Regions from separate parts of the Mus musculus genome. Here regions 1, 2, 3 and 5 are each linked to region 4. The links are chromatin contacts, called in public Hi-C, HiChIP or PLAC-seq and promoter capture Hi-C maps. All regions are on one chromosome and are shown on one strand. Each heading gives the region's core, a stretch centred on a gene start, on an enhancer-like site or on the middle of the called end of the contact. The rest is flanking DNA. Distances are from core to core; before and after follow the strand shown.

Region 1 (2,700 bases), core at 21-2,520, 1.4 Mb after region 4:
AATACAGAACATACATCAGGAGTTGCCTTAGGCTCAGAGTGTCAGAATATGGAGTGAGATGAGCTCAGACTTTCACTTTGTAGTGCCAAAATGTTTTTCCATTACATAGTGATGAGGTACCATTCTGGAGTTTTTGATTCACCATGTATACCCTAGTAATGCAATTGAAATTTCCACACTTTATCTGAGTTAAACATTTCTTTGAATCCTACTTTTGGAGGCTCGGTAACCTGAACTTTATTAATACACGTTTTCCCCGGGAAAACAAATCAAAACAAAACAAAACGCCATATTTGCTGGGTATTTCTCCTAAAGCCCTCTTTGCTCTGATGGCATCCCCCCCTGCTCTGCTTTTGGGGATGAACAATCCTGTCTAAAGCCAATAGAAAAATGCATGCTGGGCAAGGGATGCTATTGCATGTATATGGGAACTGTACAGAAGCCAATGCTTATCTACTCACTGTGATTATTCTGAGCTATCTGTTCTAATGAATTTATGTGTTGTCTATTGGAAAGCTAAAAAGAAAATATTATCTTATTAGTTATATTTTGAAAGGCGGTAATTCTCTGGGTGAGAATCTATAGAGCAGAACACAAACTAAATAATTAATTATACTTCTCCATGTGGGAAATAGTCCTGCTTGCTGGGAAACCAAGTAGATAAATTCTAAAGAGCTATGTGGATGGAATTTACTCAGTATACAAAACTCCGTCTATTATGGCTCTCCGTGTCTTAGGGTTTTTTTTATTTTTGTTTTGTTTTTTGTTTTTTAAACTTTGACTTCATAGCACAGAAGGTCCAAGGAGTTTCTACTTTATTAACTCTTTCTTTATCCGCTCATTACTGGTTTACTGGTCAGTGCATGTGATTCTTAGTCTGACTTCTCATGAACTGTTAGTAGTGGGATAGGAAATTCAGTTCTGGAAAAGCAAGGTAGAGAGGGTCTGAGGCAAGGGTTTGGAGATACTTACAGAAGGAACCTATTGTACAGGTCTTCTGTTTTATATATCTGCCTCACTGAGTTTGTTTTGAAAGAAACTTTCTCAAAGAATGCCTTCTCTCTTGAGTAGAAAAAAGAAAAAGCAACTGGAAGAGAAGTGACTCATATCCAATTCACCAGCTGGCCAGACCATGGGGTTCCTGAAGACCCTCACCTGCTCCTCAAACTTCGACGGAGAGTTAATGCTTTTAGCAACTTCTTCAGTGGTCCCATTGTGGTGCACTGCAGGTAAAGACTCTGTAGGGCAAGTAGGCCTGTCAGTGTGTCCAACCCTTTGGTTGGGCAGTTAGGGAGATCTTTATTAGCTAGTGCTATTTTGTAAACAATCTGCTAAGATGAACTTATATTTATTTCTCAAATAGTTGTCTTATGAATTGACATTTTATAATTCCATACATTTCTGGGGGCATAAACTGACATGTTTTGTCAATTAAATAGCAAGCTCCTGAAAGTAAAAATGGAATTTTTAAGATAAAATTGTACTATTGCTTCTTCTTGATGGTTGTTTCACTTCTCCCTTGTGAACATGACTCACACATTTTTTCTGTTATTTTTTTTAAATGCATGTGTGTGTGTGTGTGTGTGTGTGTGTGTGTGTTATCTGTGCCTTTGTGGTAGCGGTGGTTTTAGGATGGAGGAGAGCTTTATTGAGCATTATGAATTCAGTTCTTTCCTTCCACCTTTAAGTGGAATTCAGGGATCAAGTTCATGTCAACAGTCTTGCCATTCAGGTTCCTTCACCCACTGAGACATCTGGTATACCTCACACCTTACTTTTCTGTTTGTTCCCTTAGTGCTGGTGTTGGGCGTACAGGTACCTACATTGGAATTGATGCCATGCTGGAAGGCCTGGAAGCAGAGGGCAAAGTGGATGTCTATGGTTATGTTGTCAAGCTAAGGCGACAGAGGTGTCTGATGGTGCAAGTGGAGGTACAGTCTTAGTTTATGTGAATAGGATACCTGTCGTTTGGGTATTTCAATCTTCTGGGGCAGTAGTGAGGAGCTTAAAAGAAATGCGTATTATTTACAGATTCAAATAGTGAAAGAAGATGATGTTTTAATTTTTGTAAGCTAAAATGAGCTAATTTTCATCAGAAGCTCCTTGTACTTGTAGAAGTATATAAGTGGAAGCAAGGTGAACTTAATATAGTTTCTAAACAATTAAGTCATTTGCATGATTGAGCCCGAAGAGAAAGAACATAGCATTGGCAACTTTTCATAACACTGAGCAGACAGGATAAAATAAAAGATGGGAGTATCTTTTCTTTATCTTTCCAGACATGGTCAGTCCCTGTCAGCAGTCCATATGGTCTTAAATTTGCAGCAGAAATCCTGCCCTAGCCTCTAAAGTGCTAGACTAACACCACACCTGCAAGAACCTGGCTCTTTGGATTAGAGCTCAGAAGTTCAAATAAAGGCCCCAAATTACTCATTTTATGCATTTTTGGATTTCTTTTAATCTTTCAATGCTCCAGATAAACCACCCATAAAATGTAATTAGTGCTGAGATAAAGTCAGTATTTGTCTCATATAACAACAACAACAAATGGTTAAAAGGAAATTATAAGTTGAAGCACTTAGGCATCTTTGGGGCATGTGCTGTGTGTGGCATTCAGTAATTGGATGAAATAGTTACTATAGAAAATGTCTGTTTGGCAACACTACATGTTTGTCTGTGCAAATGGCCATAACCAGAAAC
Region 2 (2,700 bases), core at 32-2,531, 1.1 Mb before region 4:
TTCTGAGTTCTTAGTTCAAGGCCAGCCTGGTCTACAAAGTGAGTTCCAGGACAGCCAGGGTTACACAGAGAAACCCTGTCTCAAAAAAACCAACCAAACAAAAACCATAACAAAAAAAAAAAAAAAAAAAAAAAAGGCACTTATCACGAAGGCCTAAGTAAATCACAAAAGACTGTGGCCCAGGGGCAGAGGTGGGATAAATCTTAAAGATGGTACATGTAAGAAGAGTAAGCTAATTAAAGCTCCTGAAGCATTCTTACAAGTACTTATTTTTCAAACTTCTTTTTAAAAGCATTTGCTCTTGCTGACTGTATTTTAAGTTCTGCTTATAAAACACTTTGTAAATGTTTTCTGTAGACAGGTTATCAGAGTGTAACTCCTAAACCTTAGAGAACCTGAATTCTCTTGATCTGTTCTAGTTCTCTCAGATGCTAGGACATGAGCTACAAGACAAAAAAAAGTGAAACTAAAAAGAATCCCAGGTGTGCTTGGTGGAATAGCCAACTTCCTCTTACAAATTTTGCTTGCATTTGGTCATAAGGGGTTTTGGGGGGAAATACAAACTTCTTGACATCTATCACCTATTTTCTGAACTATTTCATCCCAACAAAGGAGGGAAATTAAGACCACAGACCAAACGGTTAACAAGAAATGACTATGTCTTCCTATATGTATATGTATATGTATATGTATATGCATATGCATATGTATATGTACACACATATATACATACATATGTGTCTATATATTGTATTAATTTAAATAATTATATGACTTAATATATAATTAATATATTATTAATTAATTGTACTATTATTAAGTAGATAGATAGATAGATAGATAGATAGATAGATAGATAGATACAAGGGGGAAATTTGTAGAATCAAATGAAGTCATTCCTAGTGTGGTGGGGCATGTTTATAATCCCATGATGTGTGGTTATATGTGGTTATATGTGCCTTGTGTCGTTGATGCAATACAATCATAAGACTGAGGACTGCATGGCTTCACAATGACTATTTGTTTCACAGCCATCAACAGAAATGGATTGCCATGTGATGTAGCAAAGATTCTTTTTTTTTTTAACTTTATCTGCATTTATTTTATGCTGAATTTATTCCCAGGCCATGAGTTTTTGTTTCTTCAGTTTCTTCTGGGATATCTTTTTCTTCTGTGCAGTCTCCTCTTCTGGCTTTGGAACAATCTATGCCTGACTTAATGCTGAGGGCAATGCCTGTGGAGTGACAAATGGCTTTAGAACCTATGGAATGAGGCCAACAAGTAACCACACCCACATTGGTGAGCCTTGTCATGGCACAACCCCAAGGACTATGTGACTTGGAGTTCTGATCTGCTTTCTGCCCTCACATCCCTATTAATCTAAGAAAGATATGAAAACTTTAAGGGGGTTTCCATTCCCTTATGGGCAGTAACTCTCGCACTCACAATAATATAGCTTGATCTCTTTCAGGCGTTGCTGCTAGGGTACAATCCTAGAGAAGAACTTAGATGTGTAGATTGTCAAGCAATGACCATCAGCCTTAGAAAACATTTAGATAAAGAAAATTCTTAGTAAAGCTAGTTATAGGTGTTTTTACTACTGGCTCTAGCAAAAAAAAAAAAAATCTTAGGAAACAAATTGATGTTCTGAAAGTCACACTGTTATTAGTTAAGCTAGGGAACTTTATGGTCAGGGAACAAGAACAATGGTAGCACTGGCTAACATGATTCACTGAGGCCGGGCTGTCGGTGATTAGTTTCTTATATCCAGTTTTTGCCCTCAGCTTCCCGATATGATTTAATGAGAATTGCTGATGAGTAGATAATCATTCTAAGGATTTTACAGTAGGTATTACTGATTTTTATATAAAAGTTTATATTTGTGATTCCTTTAAGATTCTTACAGGATTAATTTTAAAGATAAATAATAAAATAATTACTCCTTGCTGTCTACTAGTAAGAGAAACTGGCTGAGTTATTTGCTTATAGTTTATTAATCTATAACAAATTGCTTAGTTACAAATGTACATGGATTTTTTTTTATAAATTGTTTTCTCTACCTGTACTACGTATAATGTTATTTCTTATAAAGATATTGGGAAACACATTTTTAAATAATCATTGAGTAAAAGAAATCAAAAATGCAATCACACTGTAATTTTACATTGATTGGAAGATTTTTATGGAATATATAAGCTATGGGAGAAAAAACAAAGTGTGCTATCCATCAACTCTGTGTATATATGCATGTTTATACATCCTGACTGTATGTATATTGAAGCTTGAGCCATCCACAATTGCATGTGTGTGTGTGCGTGTACACACACATATACATACACACATGTGTATATATGTGTATGTAATGCTTGAAGCCTGCTTGCTGGAGATTTTCTCTAACCATTCTATCTGTAAATGTGTATATGTCTGTATATAAGTATATATGCATGTGTGTATGAAAGTATGTATGCATGTATGTATGTACATATGTATGCATGCATGTATACATATGTTTATATGTATAATGTTATTGGACTCTGTCTTTTGCTTCATATACTCACTGTGTGTGTGTGTGTGTGTGTGTGTGTGTGTGTGTGTGTGTGTGTGTGTGTGAAGTTTCTCTTTCTTTCTCTTTCTCGATGGCCCCAAAGAGTTAAAAGAGTTCATGGTTTTACTGATGGAAGCAGAGACTGCCAGGCCTAG
Region 3 (2,700 bases), core at 2-2,501, 1.3 Mb after region 4:
ATAGATGTTAAAATTCTCTAAAGCCTAAACACACAGAGGAAGTGACCTGCAGGTGGGTAAAGGGAAGTTAGATCCCTTGCATGTTTCTGTTGCTGTAAATGCTTGTTTCCTGGTTAATCATGTGACTGACAGTATGTCTTAAGAAGGTAAGTGAGACCGTAAAACATGAGTGTTTTAATAACTTAAATGCACATTTCAAGGGGAGCAAATCTGAAATGCTAAAAGTTGATTATCCTAGGAATTATTTGTCATTAAATGCAACACTATGCAGATACTTACAAATCCCACTCCTGAGCCTTTAAAAAAAACCACATTCTTTTATTTTTTCAATGTCTAATATTGGAATTGTATAGTTTTAGTGTGTGGCAGAGACATTTGATAAAACACTTGCTGCAGAGCAGGTTGTGATTGGTTTATGCCAATTTCTTAAGTGAAATTTGACATTTTCCTTTACAAAATATTAAGCTACTCTCAGCTCACGTAGACGAGACATTGTTGCAGGAGAGGAAGGTGATGGGATGGAATGATAGCTTATTCTCTTACCTTGTTGAAAGTTAAGTTAGAATTGTGGCCTATAATACAAAGAGGAGCAGTGTCCCCAAATATCACCAATAGAAGATAATCAGTGAAAAACTCAGAATGTTCAAAATGAGGATTCAGGGACACTAGAGAATTGGCAAATTTGCAGTCATAGATTTTACTGCTGAGACTTGAACTTAAGTGTCTGCGAAGATATTAACACGAGAGACTTCTCTGAAGACATCTTCATACACCAAGGACTGAATTTGCTTTGCTGGAAAATGTCTTGAGGAACCACACTCTTCAAAGCAGCTTGGGTTTTTAACATTGAGGGTTTAAAATCCAAAAGCCTTTTGTAGTTGGTTTACTCCAAGGGAGTGTCAGTGTGTTTGATGGACAACTTGCTGCAATATTCTCTCAGGCCAGGAGACCATTGCAACCTTTCCAATTAGTTGATCTAACCAAAAAATAAATTGTCATCTGTAAAAGGGCGCTGAGTTAACACTATGTGCACCAGATTTAAAAATCCCTCCTTCCACCTCTCTTCTCTCCCTCTCTGCTTTTCTGTTTCCCACTTCCTCCTTCCTTTTTAAAAAATTTGGTCTTCCTTTTAATTCAATGCATAGTGGGTGAGGGACAATTAGGTTAGAAGAGTGGTCCTGAATATGAGAGGTATGTCTTACCTCTAGTTCAATTTGCAAAGGTTGTTTTAGTCTTTATTTGTTAAAGTGCAACTAGTTTTGAGGAAGTGAATCTTCAAAAACTGCGTATTTTAATACTCAAAGACGTTAATACACATTAAGCAAGGGACAATTAAAAATAACATCCCTAATAATCCGAGAGAGAGAACATGATGATTTTAAAAACTAAATTTAGGGGACTTTGGAGATGGCTCAGTGGATAAGAGAACAGGTGTCCTGAGTCCATTCCAGAGGTGAGTTCAGTTCCCAGAAACCATATGGTGGCTTACAACCATCTGTAATGGGATTTGGTGCCCTCTTCTGGCGATCAAGTTACATGCAGATAGATTTTATATATATGTGTATATATATATATATATATATATATATATATATATATATATATATATATGTAATTAAACAAAACTAAATTATAGATTATATATATTTATATATGTAATTAAACAAAACTAAATTTGATTTATTTCTCTTTTCACAAAAATAAAAACATTTTAAATAAAGGAAAACAGAGAAGTGTTTGATTTACCCCATGTGCAAACTCCTTGCAGACAGCTTACATATCCACACCCACTGAACAGTATTATCTTTCACTCCCTTCTGACACATCTGCCCTTTAGAACAGTAAGTTAGAACAAGTTTATTTCAGCATCACATGTCTCTGATTAAAAGGCAAACACATTTTCATAGTTTTATAAGAGCAGATCACTTGCACTTCAGTTTGTGAGTTTTGTTTTCAGGTTTTGCTTATAGAACTCTCCCTTGGCTTCATTTGATTGATTGGCTTATCTTTTGAATCTACACATGCAGGACAATTTGTTTCTAGACAGGGGCTCCTGATTTAGTTCAAGCTGCCTAGAACTTGCAGTCAGCTCTTGAGTGATGGAGCTACAGACATGACCCATAGACCGGATTCACCCAGAGTTTTTCCTTTCCTTTCCTTTCCTTTCCTTTCCTTTCCTTTCCTTTCCTTTCCTTTCCTTTCCTTTCCTTTCCTTCCCTTCCCTTCCCTTCCCTTCCCTTCCCTTCCCTTCCCTTCCCTTCCCTTTCCTTTCCTTTCCTTTCCTATTCTCTTTTCTTTTCTTTTCTTTTCTTTTCTTTTCTTTTCTTTTCTTTTCTTTTCTTTTCCTTTCTTTGCTTTATTCCACGTGGAATCCAAAGTCTCCTAATGATTAATTTCTGGCGTTATCCTTCTCCACCATTGCTTACAATCTGTAAGTCTTTTCAAGTTTCCTTTAGACATTTTTACAAATTAGGTTTCATTCTTCTGAATCCAGTTGCTTTGGGTAGCTCCCCAACGATTAGATTGGAAGAGAGCTAAGAGGAACTGCTTCCCAGTCAATTTTCACATCTTTATTATTAACTTTTATTATATAATTTGTATCTATATATGCATATGTAGTTAGAAATCTATAGCCATGTGTGTGTGTGTGTGTGTGTGTATGGGTCATGTGAGTATATGTGCCTATGTATGTTGCCTGAG
Region 4 (2,700 bases), core at 63-2,562:
AGCTAACTGTTTCCACAGCTTTAGAGATTCTACTCATTGAAAAGTAATCCAGTCAGAATGAAACACCTCTTAAGACTACAAGAATAGCAAAAGGAAAAAAAAAAAAAAAGAGTAAAATACAAAGGTTGCCTACACATCACATGTAAGGGTTTGGACTGGATATTTAAACAAAATAGTTTTTTTTTTCATTATCACAATAGAAATGTAGTTCCACTGAGTCCAAACATAAGAAAAACAAATGCATATTAAAATGGCTGAAAAGAAGCAATTAGAAAAGTTTCATCAATGTACTCCTCCTGTCTCAAAACAGGGAAATGTTAAAGTATATCATCTTTAGATACTCAAACATATTTTGCAACGCCTGCCAAACGTCTATTTAAAACGCTTATCTGTTTAACAGAAACTCTCTGAAATGCTTCTAGGGATGGCAGGTGCACGCGCTTTTAATCATCATTCCAAGCGAGTTACTGCCCACTTTTTCCAAACTGCAAGACACCAAAGCCCGTCAACTGAGTTGACGTGGTGCTGGGGTCTTCCTCTCTAGTAGTCCCACTTCTGCAGAGGGTGTTCCCGGGGTCAAGAAGGAGAGTAGATTTGGTGTTGGGTCTAGCTCTTTTCCAGCCTCGCCTAGGCAGAGGGAGCCCCACCCACTTTCCCATCCCTGGTCAAGTCCCGGAGCTGACAAGGTCTTGGGGTCCTGTTGTATCCCTGCCCTACCCTGCAAGGAGAGCGTCCCAAGATCAAAACAGTACACCGACTTGGTCTCGGAGTCCCATTATCTCCTAGCCCCACCGTGAAGACTAGGAGCTGATTCAGATCTTCTCAGAGTTTCTTACTATATCCCAAGGTGACGCCACGGGGACGTGCCCCTCGCACCCACCTTCAGCTCGCAGCGGTTCGGCGCCACGCTGAAGCCCTGGCCTGCGGCGCGCAGCAGCGACAGCTCCACCTGCAGAGGTTCCTCGTGCGGGTTGTGCAGGACCAGAGACCGCGTCCGCGACGTGCCCACGCGGACATCCCCGAAGCAGAGGAAGGGAACGCCGCAGAAGTGGCTGAGCAACAGCACCGGCGGAGACGGGTCCCCGGCCTCAGGATCTGGTCGCGCCCGCCGCCCCCTCTCCTCTGGGCAGGAGGCTGCCTGCATCGTCGCCATGGCAGCCACCCGTACCGGGCAGTCAGGTACCCGCTGTCCGGCTCCCGCCGGCTTCCCGGAAGCCAACGACCAGGACAAGGACAAAGATCAAAAAGCCAAAAAGATCCCCTAAACTCCCGGGAAAGTAGCCCAGCCGCTTTTGCTCGGTTCAAATATCGCGCCTCCACCAATGGGAGCTCCCGGAACCTCCTCGCTACAGCACCAACCAGCGAGGAGAAACCCGCCCACATCACTAAAAAGAGCCAATGAGCGAACGAAAGCGCCTGGCCAATGAGGAAGCGGCGCCTTGTTTAAACGATGGTGGGGTTGTCAGGGTTACCTGGGGCAAAAACAAAACAGGGCAGCAAATTTCCCCGACTCTACGAGCCGGTCAATTAGAACGGAAATTAGCCTTGGTGTTTTAAACACTTTGCGGGGAAGAAAAGGGTATCATAACTGTCCAACCCACGGCTGCATGCGGTCCTGAATAGCTGAGTGCAACTTGTGAACAAGTTCCTGGAAAGAAGTGGCATCTTCAACTGGTTCCTAGGCAAGGCTGCGTGATATGAACATCAGTGATGGTGGAGGGGTTAGAATGCTGGCGGCCAAGCACTATAAACAATTACTGGGGAACACAACTAGCTAGTCTTAATAGCCATGTCGTGCTATCCTTCTTAAGTTACCTAATGTCTTTGTGACCATTGTGTAAAATAGTTGTATGGAGAAATACAGCACTGGTTTCCAACCAACCAAAAATGAGTACTGCCAGCATCTGAGGCTATACCAGGGTTCCCTATTGCCTTAGCACACGTCTAATGTTTCTCCTATGTATTTGAAAAGTGCCTCTAATTGGCTTTGTTTTGTTTTGTTTTGTTTTTCCCGAGACAGGGTTTCTCTGTATAGCGCTGACTGTCCTGGAACTCACTCTGTAGACCAGGCTGTCCTGGAACTCAGAAATCCGCCTGCCTCTGCCTCCCAAGTGCTGGGATTAAAGGCGTGCACTACCACGTCCGGTTGCCTCTAAGTATTGTAAAAACAACAACAAAACAAAAACAAGACCATCATTGACTTGTTACGACCTTGGAACATCGAACTTGGAATAAATTATATCTGTGTCCATTGGCCATGGTCTTTCATATGTGACCTCTGAATAAACACTCTCTTAAACGGGACCAGGCTGAGTTTTCATTTTGTGCCTACAAACAATGCTGTACAGTTAATGTGATTTCTTTTTAGTAACTTGTGTGGTTTACCAACATTGTGTCACTATGTCAGAAAGTTCCACAGTGATTGTCACACATTACCAGTTAGCCAAGAAATATTTATATAAACCAAGTCTTCCTATCTGACATGTCTGTTCAGAACTAACCACCTTTATACGTTTCCTTGGCTGACCAGAGATGTAATGAGCTGGTAGCATGTTGTTGGGCTGTTTTGTGTTTTTTAGACATGATCTCTCTTTGTGATTATAACCAATAGTGATGGCACATTGAAGACTGGAACAGAAATGGAGCTTGTTAGGTTGGGGTGAGATCCTGTAGAGTTATTAACATTTTACAGCAAGCCTT
Region 5 (2,700 bases), core at 30-2,529, 1.3 Mb after region 4:
CATACACACACACCTACACATCTACACATCTACACACACACACACACACACACATACACCACTAAACAAACTCAGTAGGTTATACCTTCAGGTGTGTGTGTGTGTGTGTGTGTGTGTGTGAGTGTGTGTATACATGTGTAGGGGTGTGTGTGTATGAGTGTATGTGTGTGTAGGGATGCGTTTATTTGTAGGTGTGTGTGTAGCAATAAAAGTTAAAGAATAAATGGTATGAATTAGGGATGAATCTGTGTATTTGGACATAGGAGGGTTCTGGGGAAAAGAGAGAGTGGGGGGAAATAATGCAAATTCAATATACATGTGAAATTGATCAGGGATGTGTGTGGTGGGGTGGGGAAATACTATGATCAAAAGAAACAAGTTAACTTTGTAAAAGACAAGGCTTGGTTTTCATTGCTCTTCTTTCATTGGTAAATAGCACAGAGCAACCCCAAATGTAGGGGCACTCCTGTCTTGAAGCAGAATTCACTGATGCACAGAGGAGAGTCTCACTCCACCACTCAAGGAGATACCTGCATAAAACTCAATGAAACCACCACCAGCAGCCCTGAAAAACAAATTGGGAGGCTCTTTAAAGCCAGTGAAGGTAGTTTTGCATAGGAAAGCCACATCACCGAGGAAATAGGCATACCATTTGAGTCTGAGCTCCTTATGGTAAATAACAGGAGTTGGCAGACATAAGCAGAAAGACAGTTGGTTTGGGTCACTTGGTCGTCTTCAACGAACTTCAGAGCCTCGTACCAGCTTAGTCACTGTGTTATCTTGCCAACCCCTATGTTGTTATACTCATGTGGAAGCTTGTCATATCTTGGGTAAGAAAATTATTGATGACTTGGGAGGGATGTATTGTTTTTGAATAAAGCTTCCTTAAAAAGATATTAAAAAGGAGCAATATTTATATAGTTTAAAACTGTTTTCCTTTAGAGGAAAATTGAGACGAACCGCTAACAGCATAATTACTTGAATTAAGGAAGTAAGAAGCCATTGCACTGACTTTGAACGACCTTTTTTTTTTTTTTTTTAACTTCCTGCAAAGAGGACCCTTTACAGTATTTTTGGAGAAGTTAGTAAAACCGAATCTGACATCACCATTTAGCAGTGCATGTAGCTAGCAAGTGGTTTGTTCTTAGGGTAAGAGAGTAGGAAACTTGCTCCCCATCTGATAAGACAGAGTGCAAAGTATGCGTTCTTTTCTTTTAGTTTTGACTTAGCTTTACAGAGACAAACTTCAAGAGAGATAACCATTATTTTGCCTTTCAGGGAGACCCTATTTCTTAGGGGCACAGCTGATCTCCAGATATGACCATGGGTTTGTGGCTCAAACTTCTGGCCTTTGGATTTGCCCTTCTGGACACAGAAGTCTTTGTCACAGGTAAGCACACCCATATTCATTTTTACTTCCTTGTATTTTGTTGATTTTGTGGCAAAGGCTAGGTTGAAATGGCTATTTTTAAAAGTTGCGTGTGATGGATATTGAAAGTAAGAAGATTCGTTACTCCATGTTCAAGTTTGCCGTTGTTCAGAGAAACAAGGCCTAGTGGAGGGCAGCATACACTGCTTCTGTTCAAAATACATAAATGTTTCGGGGAAAGATCACACTTTAATAGGAAAGTTGACTCTCTTTGTCTCTCTTTATTTGGAAACTGTTCAGGAATGTAGCTAAAGCAATTGATCCAACCTGCATCTGCTATGGTTAGAGGAATTGTTAATTAAGTCAGCTTTTAATGCTTTTGATCAAAATATGAAAGGTTTAAAATCACGAGACAGCTTTGCTTGTGTGTAAGCCAGTCTCTTCAGACAAAGGGTTGTTTCCTCAAATGTTAATGATTATTAAAATAGGGTTTTGAATGCTCAGCTACAGAAAGGCTGAAGAGCACATTAGGTGCTTTAAAAACTCTCCGTGTTGTCTTACCATCGAATGTGTTTTGAATTAATCATTTTAGTTCTGAGATAATGCTTCCTATGAATTCTGCTGTGGAAATTCTGGTAGAGCCACCGCCCTTCCTGGGTGATGGGTACAGAGTACAGCCTTGAAAAGGTAGACGTGTGTTACAGTTCATAAAATTCCTACAAATGCTGTGTCCTTCAGGACAGGGTGACCAGGCAGGCACTGCTTACTGAAGGTTCAGTCCTTCTTACATATCTGGTCTGGTCAATAATTATTTCTGGAGTAGTTTCTCTTTGAGACATGAGTTGATTATCAAGTTACAGCTAGATGGCATTTCTCCTTGTAGTGTTTAATCTAAGATACTTTTAAATGGGGAAAATAGTTAATTGTATCAGAATTCAATTTTATTTTTTTCCTGATGTTCACTCCTCTCGTTTCCAAAGAAATCCCTGGTACTAAGCCGGCTAACGTCTGCTCTGTGTTGTCTGAGGGCCTGGAAAAGAAATGCAGCCTCAGATACTTGTTTGTTGATGTTATCACAATAAGTTTGTTTTGCTTTTTAATTGGAAAGATGGATTTTTTTTTCAAAAGAAAATCCAGTTAGGTAAGTTGCGAATTTGCTTGGATGAGGTTTATCTGGCATAAGATGATTTTAAACAATGCAGGGCACCACAGAATCTTGTCACAATGCACCAACTACTTCCCAGGTCGTGAGCTCTCTATGATTTTTGTTATAATGTAAAGAGAATTATAGAGAAGAATTGAAGATTGTACATTTTATCATATATTGGCAT

Evidence for each region. Promoter capture Hi-C pulls out the DNA fragments that hold promoters and counts their contacts. A called contact is a pair of places that touch in the nucleus more often than the background predicts. HiChIP or PLAC-seq counts read pairs in DNA pulled down with a chosen protein or histone mark.
Region 1: an H3K4me3 HiChIP or PLAC-seq map of bone marrow-derived macrophages shows a contact between it and region 4, with 5 times the contacts expected there. The contact joins the enhancer-like site here to the promoter of Aspm in region 4. A contact is called at or near these places in 3 of 39 promoter capture datasets (the C10 cell line, hippocampal neurons and pre-B cells), 1 of 484 Hi-C or Micro-C datasets (CD4 T cells) and 2 of 115 datasets of contacts at active chromatin or transcription factors (bone marrow-derived macrophages and large pre-B cells).
Region 2: a contact with region 4 is called in a Hi-C map of uterus, with 4 times the contacts expected there. The contact joins the enhancer-like site here to the promoter of Aspm in region 4. A contact is called at or near these places in 8 of 39 promoter capture datasets (embryonic stem cells, frontonasal cranial neural crest, hippocampal neurons and 4 more), 3 of 484 Hi-C or Micro-C datasets (cerebral cortex, cortical neurons and uterus) and 3 of 115 datasets of contacts at active chromatin or transcription factors (the 230-238 cell line, large pre-B cells and stem cell-derived neural progenitor cells).
Region 3: a contact with region 4 is called in a promoter capture Hi-C map of pre-B cells, with 2.5 times the contacts expected there. The contact joins the enhancer-like site here to the promoter of Aspm in region 4. A contact is called at or near these places in 4 of 39 promoter capture datasets (the C10 cell line, hippocampal neurons, maxillary cranial neural crest and 1 more) and 2 of 115 datasets of contacts at active chromatin or transcription factors (large pre-B cells and pro-B cells).
Region 5: a contact with region 4 is called in a Hi-C map of B cells, with 7 read pairs. The contact joins the promoter of Ptprc here to the promoter of Aspm in region 4. A contact is called at or near these places in 2 of 39 promoter capture datasets (the HPC-7 cell line and pre-B cells), 1 of 484 Hi-C or Micro-C datasets (B cells) and 1 of 115 datasets of contacts at active chromatin or transcription factors (large pre-B cells).

The regions. Positions count from the first base shown.
Region 1 is chr1:138,079,366-138,082,065 of GRCm38.p6, reverse strand. Ptprc (protein tyrosine phosphatase, receptor type, C) reads left to right here. Exons shown (of 32, transcript NM_001111316.2): 23 at 1,072-1,229; 24 at 1,796-1,931. Among named protein-coding and RNA genes, the nearest start is that of Gm34353, 87 kb to the right of the region's middle. Within about 2 kb of position 1,270, at least 3 of the 459 cell types and tissues checked have an H3K27ac peak or open chromatin away from gene starts, as enhancers often do. A contact at or near this core is called in bone marrow-derived macrophages, where this site is marked.
Region 2 is chr1:140,538,847-140,541,546 of GRCm38.p6, reverse strand. All of the region lies in intron 21 of Kcnt2 (potassium channel, subfamily T, member 2), which reads right to left. Among named protein-coding and RNA genes, the nearest start is that of 4930590L20Rik, 120 kb to the left of the region's middle. Within about 2 kb of position 1,281, at least 1 of the 459 cell types and tissues checked has an H3K27ac peak or open chromatin away from gene starts, as enhancers often do. A contact at or near this core is called in uterus, where this site is marked.
Region 3 is chr1:138,122,867-138,125,566 of GRCm38.p6, reverse strand. The region is part of intron 2 of Ptprc (protein tyrosine phosphatase, receptor type, C); the gene reads left to right. Among named protein-coding and RNA genes, the nearest start is that of Ptprc, 51 kb to the left of the region's middle. Within about 2 kb of position 1,251, at least 23 of the 459 cell types and tissues checked have an H3K27ac peak or open chromatin away from gene starts, as enhancers often do. A contact at or near this core is called in pre-B cells and pro-B cells, where this site is marked.
Region 4 is chr1:139,453,385-139,456,084 of GRCm38.p6, reverse strand. It overlaps Aspm (abnormal spindle microtubule assembly), which reads right to left and starts at 1,312. Exons shown (of 28, transcript NM_009791.4): 1 at 881-1,312. The coding sequence starts at 1,153.
Region 5 is chr1:138,173,705-138,176,404 of GRCm38.p6, reverse strand. It overlaps Ptprc (protein tyrosine phosphatase, receptor type, C), which reads left to right and starts at 1,279. Exons shown (of 32, transcript NM_001111316.2): 1 at 1,279-1,390. The coding sequence starts at 1,318.